Linked DNA regions of Mus musculus: region 1 is linked to region 2. The links are chromatin contacts, called in public HiChIP or PLAC-seq maps. All regions are on one chromosome and are shown on one strand. The core of a region is the stretch at or near the end of the contact, and the rest is flanking DNA. Distances in the headings are between cores, read along the strand shown. Region 1 overlaps Cd82 (CD82 antigen). Region 2 overlaps Tspan18 (tetraspanin 18).

Region 1 (5,290 bases), core at 1,527-4,026, 230 kb before region 2:
CTGCCTGCAAGAAGTGGCCTTGCAGCTGTACCTCCCCTCCCACCTAAGCTCAGCCTGGGGAGGGGACAGTGGAGCTGCCTGAGCCTGCTGGCTGTTGCCATGTGGGATCCCTGATTACAGTCCCCTCCCTCCCCCTAATCACCCACTCAGGGCCCACACCCGGTTTCTGTCTTAGGAACCCTGGCCCAGCGAGTTTGCCAGCCATATGCATGGGTGGGTGAGTCTCCTCCCCAGCCTTCAGTATCCGTTGTATCATCCACTGCTGGTTAGGTTTTGTGCCAGGGCTACAGCCCTAGCTAGACTTGGCCTTGGTTGGATTATCTTATTGTGAAAAAACAGTTTCTGCTGGCCATGAAGCATGGCTGTTAGCACAGGGGGTCTGGATCAGCCCTTGGGGTACAGTCTGCCAGCTGTGTCATGGGAGGGGGGGCAGCACGTGTCTCCACCAAGGATAACTGCAGATGCTCCACCTGTGGTCAGTTAGTACTGTAGACTGTGTTTCCACAGCCAGCTGTCCCTCAGAGGGAACAGGGCTGCTGGGACAAAGGCACAGCCTGTTACTTAATGGTTCATTGTCTTGTGAGCTCCTGGGGGCAAGGAGGGTTCCACCCATCTGTGTCCTGTGTCCAGCTTGAGGCTAGCCCATGGTGGGGTCTTGGTAGACTCCAGGGGCTCAGGATGGAAGTCACTTGGGGTTCACTGCCTTTGGGCCCCTGAGCCTTTCACCTCTGAGCCTTATGCTGGGGTTTTAGCAAGCCCTGTGTGTAATGTGTTGGGGGCAGGGCAGGCAGGGCTGTGCCATTGCCCCTGAAGATACTGGGCACCTTTCCCATCTGCTCAGAGTCTAGGGGCTCAGGGGCCGCTTACCCCTGCCATCCTGACTCCCCATCATAAAGTGTGCAGGACCTTGGGCTGCAGAGTCAGAGTCTTGAGGGCACACCAGAGCTAGGCCACTATCCCTGTGTGAGCAGGGCAAGTGCTGCCTGCCTCCCTCCTGAGCCCGCATCGTCCTGCTTAGGTTTAGGGGCTGGATTAAGGGGTTGGGCAGCGAGCACATTCCCTTTGTCCCTCATGCTGCTCTTTGCCAGACTCCATTCCAAGGACTTAGTGACCATGACCTTTCTGGGCCCGTCTACAGGAACCCCAGGCCTGTTCCACCTCTCAAGGAACCAAGGGATCTCCTAGAGTGTCAGCAATTCAGGACTGGCTTCTTCCTGGACATCCGTGATAGTCCACTTTACAGAGAGCACTAAGGCCCAGAGCAGGCAAGCTGTGTGCCAAAGGTCACACAGCTCTGAGTAGTGAGACTACAATTAAGCCTCTCTCAATTCAGAATCTACGCTGTGACCTGGTTTACTGGGGTGAGGAGAGGTTCTTAAAACCTGCTTCCTGAGACGTCTCCTGGGAGTCTAGGTCCTGACATGAGGCCCCAGAGTCTGCGACTTCTGAATAGCTGATCCTCGAGTCTCTTAAGCGTCCCTCAGACTTACAGCGTCTTATCTGATTTTCCACTTAAGCTACAGTTAGGTTGAGATGGAGCAGAGTCCTGGGCTGGACGTTTGAGGCCAAGCCTAGCAGTTTGCACATCCCAGTGTGATGGACAAATGTGAACGCGTCACCCCCATTCTTAAGGGTCTGAAGCCACCCAGAGCACTGGCCACTTTAGCCAGCCCCAGCCCCAGCCCCAGCCCCAGCATACACCTCAACATTCACAACACCTGGGCCTCAGGCTCTTCACTGGGAGATGGAGACCGAGGTAGGATGTCTGGGGTGTCCCTAGCACAGTGCATCTGAGTGTGAGAGCTGCAGAAGGCTGGGAGCTCAGGGGCCATAGCTCAGCTTCCCGTCTGGTACTTCTTACGAGGCAGCCTCTTGTTCAGTCAGTGGCCCTCCAGTGATGCCTCTTGGGCTTCAGAGCAAAATGCAAGAAGGGAAACCTATCTAAGCCACATCGGCTAAATTAAAGGGATTGAAGGGAGATCCTGGCCAGGACCAGAGGATCTGGTCTCCTTCCCTGACAGGAAGCCAAGAGTCACATCTTGGGAGCTGGGTCAGGACAAAAAGGGTCTAGTGAGGAAGTCTGGTGAGGAAGATTGGGTGGGTAGCCTCCACTAAGGTGTTGCTTAGCATGAGGTAAGGAAAGAGTGCTGGTTATTTACTGGATTGGTTTTAGGCAAGTCACTGAACCTCTGAGCCTCAGTTTTTTCATCTGCTCAATGGGGACAGTGCTTTATCTAGGAGCTTGTTTAAGAGTCTCAATGAGAAGAGAAATTTTGTGGGTGATGCAAGGTGATAGGCTAAAGCTTGTCACCTCCTAGCTACAGTGTTGAGGGGCCAGAGAGTGGGAACCTGTCGATCCAGCTCATGGGGTCATGTGACTGGGCTTTGAACTCCTGTGACTAAACATGTGGGATGCTAGAGTGGGGCAGCAGCTTGTGTTCAGGCTCTGGCTGTGTCTTCTTGGTCCTCCAGCAGTTCAATGGACAGGCTCCCACCAGCCCTGCTGTGTTGGAGGTGAGGCCTGTAGGGGCTCAGGGACATTAGCTAACTCTCTTGCTCAAGGTCACACCACAGCTAGAAGCAGAGCAGGACTCCCAAGAGGTCTCCCAGGGAACCTTGAACTCCCAGGCTGCTCCATGGCCCCACGCTTCTCCTGTTGCCAGGGGAACGTGTGTTTGTTTGCTTGTTTTTCCCTCTCTTATTTTAACAACAGTAACAACAAACCGAAAGTACAAGCCGAGATTGAAAATAAGATAGTGTGAGGTCAAGAATCCAGCAGTCCCCAAGTCAGCTGTCACAGAAGGTTACAACACAGGAGAGTACAAGCAGCCACCATGACCAGCCTCCTTTTATGGATGTTCAGGGCAAAGTCCAGAAGCTGGAGATCTGTGTCATACGCCAGCCTGTTGGACCAGGCTGGGCCAGGTGGTCTCCAGAGCCTTGAAGTTCTCTCTCCACATCCTGCCATGTGTGACAGGCCACTCTTACCTGCCATGGCTGCCAGACTTCCCAGCCTCCAGGTGCCTCCTGCCTCAAGGTGACACTCATGGCCTGGCCTCATTGACAGAGGTGCCCCTCCCCAGAGGCCAGCCTTTCCCCCATCACCTTGCTTCAGTGTAGGCCAGGACCACTGGGCAAAATCCTGCCAGGTGTCAGGCACCTCACCTAGCTCCTTCCTGGGAACCCACTAGTCGGCTAATTTCACAGGGAAAGCTACAGCAGAAGCAAGGCATGGCTCCAGGCTACATAGCTGGCCGGAGGTGGTCCATGCGGCCTATTCAGGTGTAGACTTGTGTTTGTATGGTTGCCTCTTACTCTGTCTGGCCTCTCTGAAGACAGTGATCTCTCAGGTGACTCTCATGACAGTGCTCTGGGGTAGGTAACAGGAGGGGAGTGAACTTCGGGAAGGGTATGGAATAGTCAAGGAGTGGGAGGACCACATGACACCGGTTTCTGGTCACCTGCTCCTGTCTGAGCACGGAGGCACTGGGAAGTCAGGGCTGAATCACAAGCTGCAGAGCATCTGTGCTGGCCCCTGGCGCACATCTCAGCATGTTCCATCCCCAGAGCCTAAAACCCTAGTTCCTGGCTTCCCTCTGAGCAGTCATCAGGACCTCTGGCTTGTGCCAATCCTAGCTAGCTTTAGTGATGTCATTTCTGGTGTTCAGTGGCTTCCTCTGCAGAACCAGTGTCTCTCTAAGGGACCTTCCTGAGCTCTGCAGACACCCAGCTCTTACCTCGTTCTCACGATCATGTGCCACGAGCTCACTCGTCCTGGGCATTTTTAGAGTCATGGGCAGAAAATGTTAAGTTCAGGATAACCCTGAAAGACCCTGCGTTTTAGGGAGGATGTGGAGGGGAGGGTGTGGAGGGGAAGCTGCGGTGGGGAGAACCTGTGACACACTTGGGTGTAGAACTTGGCTGTTCCTGAGTCACCTGGGGTCCAAGCTCACCCTCGAGCTTCTGTTGGTGCAAACTGGGCAGTGCTGGGCATGGGCATTGGCTATGGCTGGCTGTGCAGTGCACTAGAAGAGAGACCACAGAGGGAAAGTCTCAGAAATCCACATTAGGAATTTCTGAAAAGAGGGATTTTAACAGAAACTACATGTGCAAAGGCCCTAGTGTAGAGAGGGCCTGAGAGTACAGGGGCAACAGTAAAGAGATCAGATAAGCACGTGGGAAAGACCAGGGTGACAAGAGGAAGGCAGAGCAACCGAACAGGGACAGGACATGCACATCATCTGGTTTTATAGCCAGTGTGTCAGCAGGAGTGCTGGCTGCACAGGACAGTGTTCTTGCTGTGTTTCTCGGCTGTCGGTCGCTCTGCAGTGTGGATAAGCTCACGCTGAGTGGGGCTGGTCCCAGCTCAGTTCTGGACTGGCCCGGCAGGAGGGCTGGGGACAGTGGAAAACTGCAGAATAGCAGGAGACTGTGTGGCTCTTAGGTGTTCCATGAGGGGCCATTTCCTCTTCTCTCCACCCCACAACACTTACAGCCAGGAGTGTGCCCCCAAAGGGACCTGGGAAAGGAAAGCTGAGATTACAGCTCAATACTCCCGAGAGGTGTGGACATGGCATTCAGAGCCATTAAATGGAAGGGGTTTCATGGAAGTTGAGAGTGACTCAGCTGGAGGTGTTTATCGCTGTGCATCTTGGGAACTGAGATGGGTTGTGAGTGCACGATGAGTCTTGGGAAGAGACTTTGTGATCTCAGGCCAGGTCACAGCAGAGCTGTTTGTTCTTCACAGTGTGTCCATTGTCCAGAACTCATCTGAAAAACTGCCACAGGAATTGCTTCTCTGCTCCAGGCTGGTCACTGAACAGGTGAGGAGGAAGTGGGGGGTTGGGCAGCCTCCTATGCAGGTCATGCATGACCTGGCCTGTGAAACCCTGGAACTCAGTCTCCCAGCACTGGACCAGAAAGCTCTGTGGTTCCTACACCCTTGGTCTCCCCAGAACTACTCAGGAACACGGATATGGGCCCGGAGTCAGGCTGGAGGGCAACATTCCTGTGCCCCAGTGTGTGACAACACCCCTCCCCCCCAGAAATGTCCTCTTGGAGACACCATCCTTCCCTTGCCCCACTACTCCACTAGGGGTTCCAGGGAAGGTGGAGAGGACTGGCAGCATGGCACATACTCAGAGCAGGCTCAGACTGCCCATCAGGCATGCCTTCCCGTACATCAGGGCAAAGACATAGGCTGTGTGTGAAAGTAGGTGACTCTGGCAGAGTAGATCTCAGACACTTTCCAGGCCGTTGGCCACTTGAGGTTGTGTACTCTTTGTGGCAG
Region 2 (5,382 bases), core at 201-2,700:
GGTCCTCTCCGACCTTCCGTCTCCACTTGGGCCTGCTCATCTCTACATCTCCCCCTCCTCTCCTCTTTACCTTCTTCCATTTCTCAGCTTCTCTTCCTGCTATCACCTCACCTCTCTGTGCTCCCCGCTCACCCCTATCCCAATCCCAGTTCACACGAGGCTAAAGTCAGTGTGGGTCAGAGGCAGGGTGCAATGCTATGCCTCAGACTGCTGCCATCAAAACCAGGCCCCAACCCAGAATAGATCTGGACAGGCCAAAATCATATGCAAGAGAGATGCACTAGGGATGGAGGCATGTATACGTGTTCTAAGTATGTGAACATATATGTGAGTATATACACAAGTATATTGTGTGTACGTGTGTGGTATGTGGCACCCTCTGTAGTTTTATATAGTTTATTACGTGTGCATGTATGTCTGCCCTGTGTATATGGTATGTGTACCTCTGCTGTGGATTTTGGTGAATTACATAGTAGTATGTAGGTTGTGTGCACACACATGTACAGGTGGCATGTGTGTAGTGGGGTGGAGTTGAGGGGCATAGAAGCTTTGAGAAGCTTTTCTAAGACAGGCTCTCACACTAGCCCAGGCTTCTGTGGGAGCGAGGATAATAGTCTTGGACTTCTGGTACCCCAATACCTCCCCAAGAGCTGGGATTACAGATGTGCCCCATGTCCAGTTTCTGCAGTTCTGTAATCTAGCCCAGAAACTCTCCTATTCTAGGCAAGCACTCTGCTGACTAAGCTACATCCCGAGTCCTTCTGGAAGGTTTTCTAAAAGGTCCGGAACCTAAAACCAGTTCTTTTTTCCAGCCTAAAGCTGGTTGTGTGGTTGCTCCTGTAGAAGATGGCCACTGAGTCAGACCCTAGTAGCATCTAGGGGCTTCCTGGAGGCTTTTGACTTCCTCCTTAGCCAGGCTGTCTAGAAAGGGCAAACATTGTAGCTCTACTCATCCTGGGACCCTGGCCCCAAGGTCAGCCACAATAAGGCCCAGGTACAGAGCAACCCCTGCTTGCTTCTGGGACTGAGAAGCCCAAGTCTGAGGACAATTGGCCCTGTGACCAGCCATCTAATGACTAGCTTAGCTAATGACAAGAGCGCATGTGTAGGTCAGTGTCCCCCACACCAGCCATTTCCTGTGTGTCTCCTCTGAATGTCACAAACACCCCTGTGGCCAACTTACCTGAAGAATCTAATTTTAACAAGGGCAGTGGGGTGGGATGGAGTGACGGGGAGGGGAATGGAGAGGGAAGGAGGGGGAGGGGAAGCGAATACATGAGCAGTACTTTGTTGAAATTGAGGACTGCTTACCAAAAAGGAGATTCAGGCCCCTCCCCATGAGTAAGGACACCAAGGCTCTGCTAACCTCACAGTTTAACAGCAGTCAGAGGATGGGAATTCCCTGGGAGGGCAGCCTATGGCCCCTGGGGAAAGTCCCTAAGCAGGAAGCTGCAGGAACTGGAGGAAGTCACTGGGCTGAAGGAGTGGGGGCAGGGTGTAGCATTGTCTCTGTTGTGAGTACTGCAACCTGCTCTTTCCTCTTGAAGCTCACACCCTGGGCTGGGCAGAGATTCAGCAGGTAGGAGCCCCCAGGCTCCCTGCCTCTGGACTGGCTTCTCTTCCCCTCTCCCAAGCTGGATCTGCCTTCTTGGCATCTCTCTAGGCATCAGCTCTGTGCAGTCCACTGCAGGATGGGCCTGTGGCTGCCTTGTATGTGTTCATTTGCCCATTCCCAGAGGACCCCAGAGCAGACACTCAATAGAAGCTTTGGGATGAAGCACAAGGAAAAGACAATCAGATGTCAGTAAGAGCTGAGCTTTGGGGGAAAGGGGGTGTTGAGATGGCTCAGTGGTTAATAGCACTGGCTGCTCTTCCAGAGATCCTGAGTTCAATTCTCAGAACTCATATGGTGGCTTATAGACATCTATAAAGGGGTCTGATGCCCTCTTCTGGTATACATGCAGGTGTACATGCAGACAGAATACTCATACAATTAAAAAAGAACATAAATTTAAAATATATATATATTAAAAAGCAAAAGAGCTGAGCTTTGATGTTTTGGGCTGTGTGTCCTGAGGCTGGCTGTTTAACCTCTCTGAACCTAAGACTCTTCATGTGTAAAATGAAGATGACCAGATCTTCCAAGCTATCATTCTATGGTCACAATCCACTGGGACAATGTGCGTCTTGCTTAGCTTGGCTCCTGACCTCACTTGATACATAGGAAACAAAAATACTCAGTCCTGGCCAATCACAACTCTGCTAGCAGTTCATAACTCTTAAGAACTGGCAGCTCCTGCAGTCAGTCACCCCCAAACTGCAGTACCACCAGGTGCAGTCAGTCACCCCCAGACTGCAGTACCACCAGGTGCAGTCAGTCACCCCCAGACTGCAGTACCACCATCTCCTCTTAGTAGTAAGACAGAGGGTTGCTGCCCATGGTACTTGCCCCTCCCTCAAGCTGCAGAAACCAGACCACCATGAGTGGCCTGTAACCCTGAGCTGGTGGCATGCCAGTCCCTGTTCTCCTAGATGGCGCTCAGGCTTCCATTGGTCCTCAGTGGCCTTCCAAGAGATCAGCAAGGTGGCTCTCATGCAAAGTCACACAGAGTGGAAAGTGGCTGTGCATGTGTTACCCATAATTTGTGATCTTGGCCACAGCTGGCAATGTAGGTGTCACTGTAGGGTCACCTGAGGACCTGCCAACAGTCAGGGAGGCCACAGAGCAGGGAGAGGCCCTGTATGGCCATGCTGAGTAGGGCTGATGACCAGCCAAATGGAAATGCCAGATCTCTCAGCGGGGCGGGGCACTGAAAAAGGATACTCTCTCAGTGGCTGCTCAACACAGAGCTCTCAAAAGCATCCACCATGGCCCAGGGCACCCAGGAGGTCATGACTGAGTGGCCAAGTCCTTAGAAAGAGGAAGGTTCTACAGCTTGTCCAAGTGGCCAGGATGGGACATAGGAACCAGCCTCTGTGTGTGCTCCTGGTTGAATCACCTCTGTTGGTGGCTCCATTTGGGGTGAGAATGGAGTTTGCAAGGGTACTGAGGAAGATGGGCCAAACTGCTTCTTCCTGTCTTTTTGAGCCAGCTCCAAAACAGTGCTGGTGAGGACCAGAGCCTGAGACACACAGCATGCGACAGGGTCATGGTGATGATCTAGTCTTTTGTGAGACCTCTCAGGTGCTGGGGGAAGGTAGCCTGCAGCAGCTGGGTGCCTCTGTTTGATGCTATGATGTAGACAGGGCCCCCTCTGCTGGAAGAAGTCAAGAAGGCCTCTCAGGGGTGAGGCTGGAGCTTAATTTGGGCACAGGGAACCATCCAGCATGGGAGGGCCCCACACCAGAGCACCCAGGTTAATCTGTGAAACACAGGAATTTACTGAGTGAAGCAGACAGGGCTCTGTGTGAGACATCAAACGCCCCTCCCTGAATCTCACTACCTTTCTGCCCATCTTGGGCCTCTGTTTCAGCTGAAGATAGCACTCCTCCCTTCTTCCACTCAAGACAGCATGGCTTCCTATTTCCACATCAACCAGAGAGACTAGGGCAGGGAAAAGTGGCCTTGGGGTTGCCAGGGTAGGAAACCCAGCCTCAGATCCCCAAAAATTTGGGAATTCACCAAGGGAAATGTCCCCAAAGGGAGCCCCCTCCCAGGGCCACCAGGCAGGGCTGCTCAGGTTGTACACGGCACAGGGTGGCCTCTCTCAGCCACCATGTGCTCAGAAGACAGATTTATCTGTCTCCACTGCTCACAGTTTCTGTCACTACTCTGCGGCTCCAAGGGTAGATCATCAGCGTGTTTGTTATGAAAGCGGTGATTTAATGGGAGTGAAGGTCTGTCTAACAAGATGAAAACATCCTATCTCTCACGTAAGGATGTGTGGTAAGATGGCGCCCCGCGTGGGCCTCACAGCTGCCCTCTCTCTGCAGTTCTTCCTGTTTATCCTGATCATCTTCCTGGTAGAGCTCTCAGCAGCCATCCTGGCCTTCATCTTCAGAGAACACGTATGTACCACTCAGCTTCCCATCCTGCTGCACTGAGGGGCACCGAGTGACCCCTGCCTCCTCAAAGATACCCTTAGAACTAGCTGTCTCATCCAGGGCCTTGGGTCTAAACATAACCTGCACCTCAGGAATGCATTGGGGTCCAGAGAAGTGGGGTCTCCTATAGGGGTAATTCCAGAAGGCCCCGACCAGGGGTGCCTAAGGGTCCCCACTCCTGGAGCACCTGGTACAGGCTCCAGCTTGGTTTTAGAATCTCTATCCAACCCCAGTGACGGCCTGATGATGGGTGTCACATAGTCATGGGGTTGGAGAGGATATACCCAGTCTGGGCATGCTGTGTGCCTTGCTAGGCTACCAGCCTCTCCCTGCTTAGCCTACACCACAGGCTTCAGCCAGCTCCTTCCCCTGAGCCTAGAGGACAAGGCCTCGTACCACAGACAGATGGGCTTCAGGAGGGATGGAAGGATAAGACATGGGCCAGCCTGGGACAAGGAGCCAGCCTGAGGAAGCTGTTGAGAACAGTGGCTTTGAGAACATAGCGGGTAGATATGGGTGATTGAAGGGATCCCTCTTTACCCACACTGTGGCTTCCTGTAGGTTGGGCCCCATGACTGTTGATTCTGAAGAACAGAATGACAGGCAATCATGTCCTCCAGCTCCCAAACACCCACACACTCATCCTCTGTGGAGAGCTGCAAGGCTGAGCAGGGTTCCCAGTGTGTCCCATCCTGGAGTTAGATGAGCCCGTAAATACAGACACGCTTCTCTCAGCCTATGATGAGACACACCAAAGTTCCAAGCCTTGGGAACAGGGTGCCTGCCCAAAATGAACAGCTTAGTATCACCTTGGGAAAGACAGGCTGGGAGGACTCAGGACCCTCTACTTTGTCCTCAGCTCACCCGAGAGTTCTTCACCAAGGAGCTTACCAAGCACTACCAAGGCGATAACGATACGGATGTTTTCTCTGCCACCTGGAATTCAGTCATGATCACAGTGAGTGCCCCTCCCCATATTATCGTGGGATGCCGTGAACACTCAGAGCCATAATGTGACATGAAAAAGCCTGTCCTCTAGAGCCCTCCTAGTCCCTTGCCTGGACCAGGCATCAACAATCCATCAAGAATCACTGATCCTACTCTTGACCTCTGCATCGTCATTTGCACAGCACTCCGAGCTGTCAAGGCTAGTGGATCACAGTCCACTGCCCCTGACTTAGGTCCTCACGCAGTACCATTGTGAGTGATGTTAGCGATACTCAGTACAGAGGCTGAGGGGGTGGGTGAGTCGTTAAAGTGATTGCTGTGTGAGTAGGAGGAACTGAGTTTGGTCCCCAGCACCCATGTAAAATATCAGGTACGATGATGGATGCTTAT

What was found. HiChIP or PLAC-seq counts read pairs in DNA pulled down with a chosen protein or histone mark.
Region 1: a contact with region 2 is called in an H3K27ac HiChIP or PLAC-seq map of trophoblast stem cells, with 3 times the contacts expected there. The contact joins two enhancer-like sites. A contact is called at or near these places in 1 of 39 promoter capture datasets (hippocampal neurons), 1 of 15 datasets of contacts at CTCF or cohesin (large pre-B cells), 2 of 484 Hi-C or Micro-C datasets (DN2 thymocytes and embryonic stem cells), 10 of 115 datasets of contacts at active chromatin or transcription factors (bone marrow-derived dendritic cells, differentiating embryonic stem cells, embryonic basal ganglia and 7 more) and 3 of 9 other capture datasets (adipose tissue, liver and pancreatic islet).

What each region holds. Positions count from the first base shown.
Region 1 is chr2:93,442,902-93,448,191 of GRCm38.p6, reverse strand. It overlaps Cd82 (CD82 antigen), which reads left to right. Exons shown (of 10, transcript NM_007656.5): 2 at 4,748-4,823. Among named protein-coding and RNA genes, the nearest start is that of Gm10804, 7.3 kb to the left of the region's middle. Within about 2 kb of position 2,776, at least 66 of the 459 cell types and tissues checked have an H3K27ac peak or open chromatin away from gene starts, as enhancers often do. A contact at or near this core is called in trophoblast stem cells, where this site is marked.
Region 2 is chr2:93,210,444-93,215,825 of GRCm38.p6, reverse strand. Tspan18 (tetraspanin 18) reads left to right here. Exons shown (of 10, transcript NM_183180.2): 6 at 3,934-4,008; 7 at 4,904-5,002. Among named protein-coding and RNA genes, the nearest start is that of Gm32824, 6.1 kb to the left of the region's middle. Within about 2 kb of position 1,450, at least 52 of the 459 cell types and tissues checked have an H3K27ac peak or open chromatin away from gene starts, as enhancers often do. A contact at or near this core is called in trophoblast stem cells, where this site is marked.